Regions from separate parts of the Mus musculus genome. Here region 2 is linked to region 1. A link is a contact called in public promoter capture Hi-C data. All regions are on one chromosome and are shown on one strand. The core of a region is the stretch at or near the end of the contact, and the rest is flanking DNA. Distances in the headings are between cores, read along the strand shown.

Region 1 (3,647 bases), core at 432-2,931:
ATAACACATTGTGCAGAAAAGAAGATGGAGAGCCAGGCGTGGTAGCACATGCCTAGAATATCAGCTCTCAAGAGGCTGAGTCAGGAGGACTGCTGAATGAGGCCAGCCTGAATTACATGGTGAGTTCAAGGCCAACAGGGCCTACATAGGGAGATCCTAGCTATAAACAAACAAACAAACAACAAAAAGAGGGCTGAATCTTAGAAAGTAGACACAGAAAAAGTGAAGGAAGACTTGAATCTGAGTACTCGGGCTTTACCAGGTCACCTGACATGATGTCATGTACCTTGGGAATGTCGTTTCTTTGGCTATAAAGTAAAGGAATTGGACCACAGCAAGGGTAAAGTCCAAGACTGCCCACTGTCCAGCCTGTGGGTCTTCTAGAGGCTAGGATCCATCCTGGGTCCTAGGGGAAGCAGCAGAAAAAGACCTGACGGCTCAGAAGGGAGATCAGGAAAAGGAAATCCGCTGGGATTTCAATAACCAGAAAGACTTCCCTCACACGAGGACCCTAAAGCCACAAGGGTGGCTGTGGAGAGATCTAGATTTCTGGAAGCTGCCTGCACCAGCTCCCATAGCCAGCAGAGGTTAGACAAGGAGCCTTTGTGTCTGCTCAAAGGCCCCAGGAGGCTGCAGAGAGGCTCAGCCACCCAGCTCTGTGTATTCACCCTTCTCACTCTGGACAGGGCTGCAGATCGGACCCTTTCTGGACCCCTCCAGGGGCTGCGAATGGGACTTTAGTCAGCGGATACACAACTAACAAAGTCTACAGCCCTTGGGCAGAGAGCAAACTCCTCACCATAGGAAAAGGCTTGTTCTGAACTTGTCCGTTTATTTGGCCACCCCAAGACTCCCTGGATGGACACGAAAAGTAGGATCATGGAAGGACTGGCTTCATTTCGCAGAAAATGTGTCTTACAGTGCTAAAGGTGGCCTAGAACTTATACTAACAGATGCCTGAGTCAGAAATGGGAGGGGGCAGACACCCTCTCATTCATCCACCCCTTCACAGGACAGCAGTGAGGTGGCTGGTGTGGTCCTTGCCTTTTTGAGCTCAAACTAGGACAGGAATGGGGTTTGTGACTACAGAAAGTCTTCAGAGCAGGCCAGAGAGAAGAATTGAGGCAGTTCAAGATGAGAGATCAAACTAAACCAGGACTTCATGGACCCGTTAGTGACCTGAACGAAGAGCAAAAGCAGACGGAGGTGGTGAAGCCGGCAAAGATTTCTGCTGGTACCAGCAGTCTGAAAGCACATCCATCTGTCCATCCGTAAGTGACGCGGGATGGGGCAGCAGCGGAGGGAAGGCTGAGGGTCAGTATAAAGGTCCATCGGTGGGCAGTGACAGGAGCCAGGCCAGCACAAAGCAAACCTTGTAAAACTTGGGCGTCGCTGAAAATCGGTGAGCTAAGCAGGTGACCTCTGCTCAGCCAGGACGGTCGCCTTCCGCCTCTCCTTGCTCAACAGCCGTGGCGGACACGCTGACCGGCGGCGACACTGACCGACCGCGTCCCCAAGCGGGTGGCAGACTGGAAGCATCTGTTTAGAAGGGTTGGGGGCGGCTCCGGCGTCTGCCCAGAGTCTGCCCCGCCCTCCTGCTCACAGCCAGGCTATGGGGTGCGGAGCGGGGCGGAGTAGGGCGGGGACCGCGGCGCTTCCAGGCACGTGGGACCCTGCGCCACTCGGCATGGGACTCGGGCACCAGGAACAGCGGCGGCAGCCCTTGGAGGGGACCAGCGCAGCGGGGAGGTGAGAGGTGCTTCCTAGAGGGGAGCGGACACCAAGAGAGGTCGCCAAGTGAGGCCTGGGGACGGGAGCGCCGGTCGAGTCAGCGCCAAACAGGGAGAGCCCATTACGTGACTGTCCCGAGGGCTCGGGCTCCCAGCCCTTGTACTGCGCAAAACTGGGCGGTGAGAGCCGGCTGCCGGTGCGCTGATGAACTTTGTTTCCTCTAGAGCGTGATCTCGGTGAGTGTCATCTTGGTGTGTTTACCAGCATACTGGGGGAATCTGTGTGTTAGTGGGCAAATGCGCACACCCTTAGGGTGTGAGTGACTGAACTTAGTCTGTGTGTACCCCTGGGGCGTAAGTCTGTGGGCTAAGAGACCTGGGAATCCTGGAGACTTCTTGCGCTTGGACTCTTAACTCTCCCCAGAGTCAGTCTGGGTAGCTCACTCGGTGTCAGTGAGGTGTCAGTGAGGAACCGGAGGCAGTGGCAGCAGCGGCGGGGTTGTGGGGTTGGGAGTGGGGGGTGCGGTGGGGTGGGAATGTGGGTTGCTAGTGCAATTTCATATAAGGACAGTTAAGACTTTGATCTGTCTGGAAACTTTTAATCGGGCAGGTGGTGCTGTATGAAGGGTCAGGCAGAAGAAAGACAGTGTTCACCTCACTAGGGCTACAGTGTGTGTGTGTGTGTGTGTGTGTGTGTGTGTGTGTGTGTGTGTGTTACTGATCTCCAGGAGCTAGACCCAAGTGTAGATCCTTCTGGGAACTAGCCTTTCCAGTTTGGAGATTTATAGGGCTAGGTGACTGCTGTGCTCAGAATGGCATCCCTAGAGTCCCTGGGTCAGCAGCCTTGTTTTGGATCAAGTTTGGAATAGTGGCTTTTGAAGATCAGGCTGGGGCGGCAGGGAAGTGGCAATTATCTGTGGGTGGGAGTGGGAGGAAGGAGAGTCTCTGAACAGACTCTACACTGCTGCCAGTGTGGGTCCTGCATGAGGGCTGGGGACAAGCCCTGCTGCGGAGGTCTGCCCCTCTCCTTTTCCATGCTTTGGATACTCCAGAGTTTTGAGGACATGGGCAGGTTGGCATACTGGGTAATCCTCAGAAATGGCTGCCCAGATGCAGAGTGAGGTTGTGGCCTTTCCGGGATCCCTTTTGCCCACCTACCCCAGGCACCAGATGAGCATGTGAGGATGTCACCAAGGCCTCATGGGTGACACCAGGAGTTCTTTAATTTCCTGGCTGTAGTCTTTCTTCTTAATGAGAAGTGCTTATGCTACTATTGGAATGTTGTTGAACTGTTACTTGTTACAGTTTATAAGAATCCCTCATCTTTTCCTCCTAAAGGCCCCATGAGAAAGGAACTATTGCCTTTATTTTGTAGATCAGAAAATAGAGGCTTGGAGAATGTCTTCTCTAAGGTCACAAAGCTACATAAATAAAACCTGGGACTCCGCTTACCTGCCCCAGCTGAGGCCTCCCTGCCCAGGGCCAAAGTTTCAGGATGAGGCAGTGCTACTTATTTCTAGGCTGAGGGGAGTTTGATTTCTCCAGTGTCTCACTCTGTGTCCTGGATGTCAGTCTATGGACCAGGCTGACCCCCAACTCGCGGAGACCTGTCCATAGCCTAACTCTGGAACTCTAGGATTAAAGGCAAGCACCACCATGCCTGGCTGCCCCCAGGAGCCTTTCTTTGGGTCTTTCTTGTGGCCTAATTGCCCAGCTGTTTATGGGATGACCACCATTATCCCCAGGTCTGCTCACAGGACCAGGAAGATCTTGCTGACCTGCTAACTAAGAAGTGCCCTCTGATGCATCTCTTCTCTCTCCTAACTGCCTTCCCTGAGCCTGTCTGTGCACCCTTTAACCTATAGTTTCCTCCTGAGATGCCTTTGGGTCCCTAAGCCATCAGAAGAGCCTAATGGG
Region 2 (3,683 bases), core at 469-2,968, 600 kb before region 1:
GACTGAAGTCGGGGACCTCTGTGGTTGAATTAGGGAAAGGCTGGAAGAAGCTGAGGAGGAGGGCTACCCAGAGGAAGACCAGCAGTCTCAACTAACCCAGACTCTTGAGATTTCTCAGACACTGAGCCACCAACCAGGCAATATATACTAGCTGATCGGAGGCCACATATACAGCAGACGATTGCCTGGTCTGGCCTCAGTGAGAGAAGATGTGCCTAACTCTTGGGAGATGTGAGGCCCTATGGAGTGGGGAGGCCTGGCGGGTGGGGAGTGAGGCTGGGTGTGGGTGTGGGGGGTAGAGGACATCCTCTTGGAGACGGGGGAGGAAGAATGGGATAAGGAACTGTGGGAAGGTGGAAAAAAAACCCCGAAAAATAAAAGAAAAAAATTAAAAACATTTCTTCATATCTTATCTATTTAGTTGCTGCTTCTTTTTCTTTTCTTTGAGGTAGGGCCTCACTCCGGAGCTAAGGGTTTCTTGGAACTAACAGCGCTCTTCCTGCCTCAGCCTTTTAAGTGCTGAGATTACAGGCAAGAAACACCAAGTCTGGTTTAAAAAAGGAAAATTATAGGCGATTTCACTCATTAATATGAATTCCAAAACATATCTTTAAAGTATTAATTTAGTAGAGTAAAGCCAGGTATGAAGGAGGCAGGTGCCTGTAATACCAACACTTGAGAGAGAAGGCAGGAGGATTTGGAGCTGGCTAAACAATGCATTCAAGGCCAGCCTGGGCTACATGAGATCATTCTAAAAACAGTATATGCTGTGTGCAGGGAATGGAAAGATGGCTTATCTGTTAAATGTATGTTCTGCTGTTACAGAGGACCCAGTACCCATTTCAGGAGGCTCACATTAATCTAGAATTCTAGCTCCAGGGTGTCTGATGCCCTCTTCCAGCCTGGGAAGGCACCCCCACCCCATCCCTGCAATACAACACACATAATTTTTACAATATGCAAAAAATGCAAGCTTCATCCTAAATGGGGAAAAACAACCTCAGAAGCAGTCCTTCAAGGTCGGGGAAGGTGCCTGCGAAAGCTCGAGCTGCTGTTTCTAGTTAATATATTGAAGACTCTAGCTAGGACATCAGGACAAAGAAAAAGGATATTAGGGTCAAAATATTGATAAAGAAGACATGAAAATTCCATTTTCTGAGAACAACACGTGCAAACAAGGGTTGCTGCTAAGTCACTATAGATATTACAGTGTTTATAGATATCAGACAATCAAAGACAGTCTTCTCTCCTCAGCAGCAGCCAGAAAACACGATGGGAATAAAGAAACAGTACAGGCTCAACTGAGAACTTCAAGTCCTTGGGACTGGATAAATCTATAAAGAAGTCTTCAAGATTTCTGCTTCAGAAACTATAAAGAGGACAGTTCTCCCAAAACGAATCTTCAAACTTAATGTGATTTAAAATAATATCTCAACAGAGTTAGCACAGAACTTGTCAGATGCCATTAAAATATATATGGGAAAGTACAAGGCCAGACATGGTGGTGCATGCCTGTAATCTCAGCATCTGGGAGGTTAAGACAGGAAGACTGCTGTGAATCTAAGCCTAGCCTGGGCTACATAGAGAGTTCCGGGAGGGCTGGAACAACAGACAAACAAACAAACATCATCGAAGTGGAGGGCTAGGGCTCACCAGGGTGTTTCAGCAACTGGACTAAAGAAAGGGAAGCAGATCCCGAGAAAGGGAAGCAGAACTCGAGAAAGACCAAAGGAGGAGAGACCCACAGGGTCACAGAGTTCATCGACAAGTTCTGTAAGGAACTTCTCCTCTCAGCTGACCAATCAGCAGACTTCTGGGTTAGATACCAGAACATTTCCCTTTATACCATGGAGATACTAATTTTGATCTGAAGAATCAAGTTGGGGAAGGAAAAGAATAGGTCAGAAAGGTTATCCTTTACCCACAATTCAGAGTGTGCAAACCTCCGATGAACTCGACCTGTGGATTCTGTCTGTGGTTTACGGGTCAGGTATAGTTCAGACTTAAAGACAATTCATTCTTTCTTTCTTTCTTTCTTTCTTTCTTTCTTTCTTTCTTTCTTTCTTTCTTTCTCTCTCTCTCTCTCTCTCTCTCTCTCTCTCTCTCTTTCTTTTTTTCGACTGAACTAATACTTTATTGAATTTTTCCTTTTCCCCCCCTTTTTTAAAAAAAATAAATATTTTATCTTGGCATTTTATTTTTATTGAATATTCTATTTATTTACATTTCAAGTGTTATTCCCTTTCCCTAGAAGTCCCCACCCCATCGCCCCTTCTTCTGCTTCTATGAGAGTGTGCCTCCACCCACCCTCCCACCCACTCCTGCCTCCCCACCCTCAAATTCCCCTACACTGGGGTATCGAGCCTTCACAGGACCAAGGGCCTCTTCTCCCATTGATGCCCCACAAGGCCATTCTCCGCTACATATAAGCTGGAGCCATGAGTCCCTCCATGTGTACTCCTGGAGCTCTGGGGGCAGGGTCTGGTTGGTTGATATCTTTCTTCCTATGGGGTTGCAAACCCCTTCAGCTCCTTCAGTCCTTTCTCTAACTCTTCCATTGGGCACCCCATAGTCAGTTCAATGGTTGGCTGAGAGCATTAGGTTCTGGCAGAGTCTCCCAGGAGATAGCTATACGAAGCTCCTGTCACCAGACACTTCTTGGCATCCACAATAGTGTCTGCATTTGGTAACCATATATGGGATGGATCCCCAGGTGGGGCAGTCTCTGGATGGTTTTTCCTTCAGTCTCTGCTCTACACTTTGTCTCCATATTCGCTCCTGTGAGTATTTTGTTACCCCTTCTAATGACCAAAGCATCCACACTTTGGTCTTCCTTCTTATTGAGCTTCATGTAGTCTATGAATTATACCTTGGGTATTCTGAGTTTTTAGGCTAATGTCCAGTTATCAATGAGTGCATACCATGTGTGTTCTTTTGTGACTGGGTTACTTCACTTAGAATGATATTTTCAACTTCCATCCATTTGCCTAAGAATTTCATGAAGTCATTGTTTTTAATAGCTGAGTAGTACTCCGTTGTATAAATGTATCACATTTTCTGTATCCATTCTTCTGTTGAGGGACAATTGGGTTCTTTCCAGCTTCTGGCTATTATAAACAAGCCTGCTATGAACGTAGTGCAACATGTGTCCTTGTTATATGTTGGAGCATCTTTTGGGTGTATGCCCAGGAGTGGTATAGCTGGATCCTCAGGTAGTACTATGTCCAATTTTCTGAGGAACCACCAGACTGATTTCCAGAGTGGTTGTACCATCTTACAATCCCACCAGTAATGGAGAAGTTCCTCTTTCTCCACATCCTCACCAGCATCTGCTGTCATCTTAGTTTTTGATCTTAGCCATTCTGCTGGTGTGAGGTGGAATCTCAGGAAAATCAATCATTTTGATTTACATTTCCCTGATGACTAAGGATGGTGAACATTTCTTTAGGTGCTTCTTGACCATTAGAGTTTCCTCAGTTGAGAATTCTTTGTTTAGTTCTGTTCCCATTTTTAATAGAGTTATTTGATTGTATGGAATCTAATTTCTTGAGTTCTTTGTATACATTGGATATTAGCCCTCTATCAGATGTAGGATTGGTAAAGATCTTTTACCAATCTGTTGGTTGCCGTTTTGTCCTATAGACAGTGTCATTTGCCTTACAGAAGCTTTGCAATTTTATGAG

What was found. Promoter capture Hi-C pulls out the DNA fragments that hold promoters and counts their contacts.
Region 2: a contact with region 1 is called in a promoter capture Hi-C map of liver, with 2.5 times the contacts expected there. The contact joins the enhancer-like site here to the promoter of P2ry2 in region 1. A contact is called at or near these places in 4 of 39 promoter capture datasets (embryonic stem cells, hippocampal neurons, liver and 1 more) and 1 of 9 other capture datasets (adipose tissue).

Annotation. Positions count from the first base shown.
Region 1 is chr7:101,010,032-101,013,678 of GRCm38.p6, reverse strand. P2ry2 (purinergic receptor P2Y, G-protein coupled 2) reads left to right here and starts at 1,681. Exons shown (of 3, transcript NM_008773.4): 1 at 1,681-1,967.
Region 2 is chr7:101,606,111-101,609,793 of GRCm38.p6, reverse strand. No RefSeq gene overlaps it. Among named protein-coding and RNA genes, the nearest start is that of Art2b, 27 kb to the right of the region's middle. Within about 2 kb of position 1,718, at least 17 of the 459 cell types and tissues checked have an H3K27ac peak or open chromatin away from gene starts, as enhancers often do. A contact at or near this core is called in adipose tissue and liver, where this site is marked.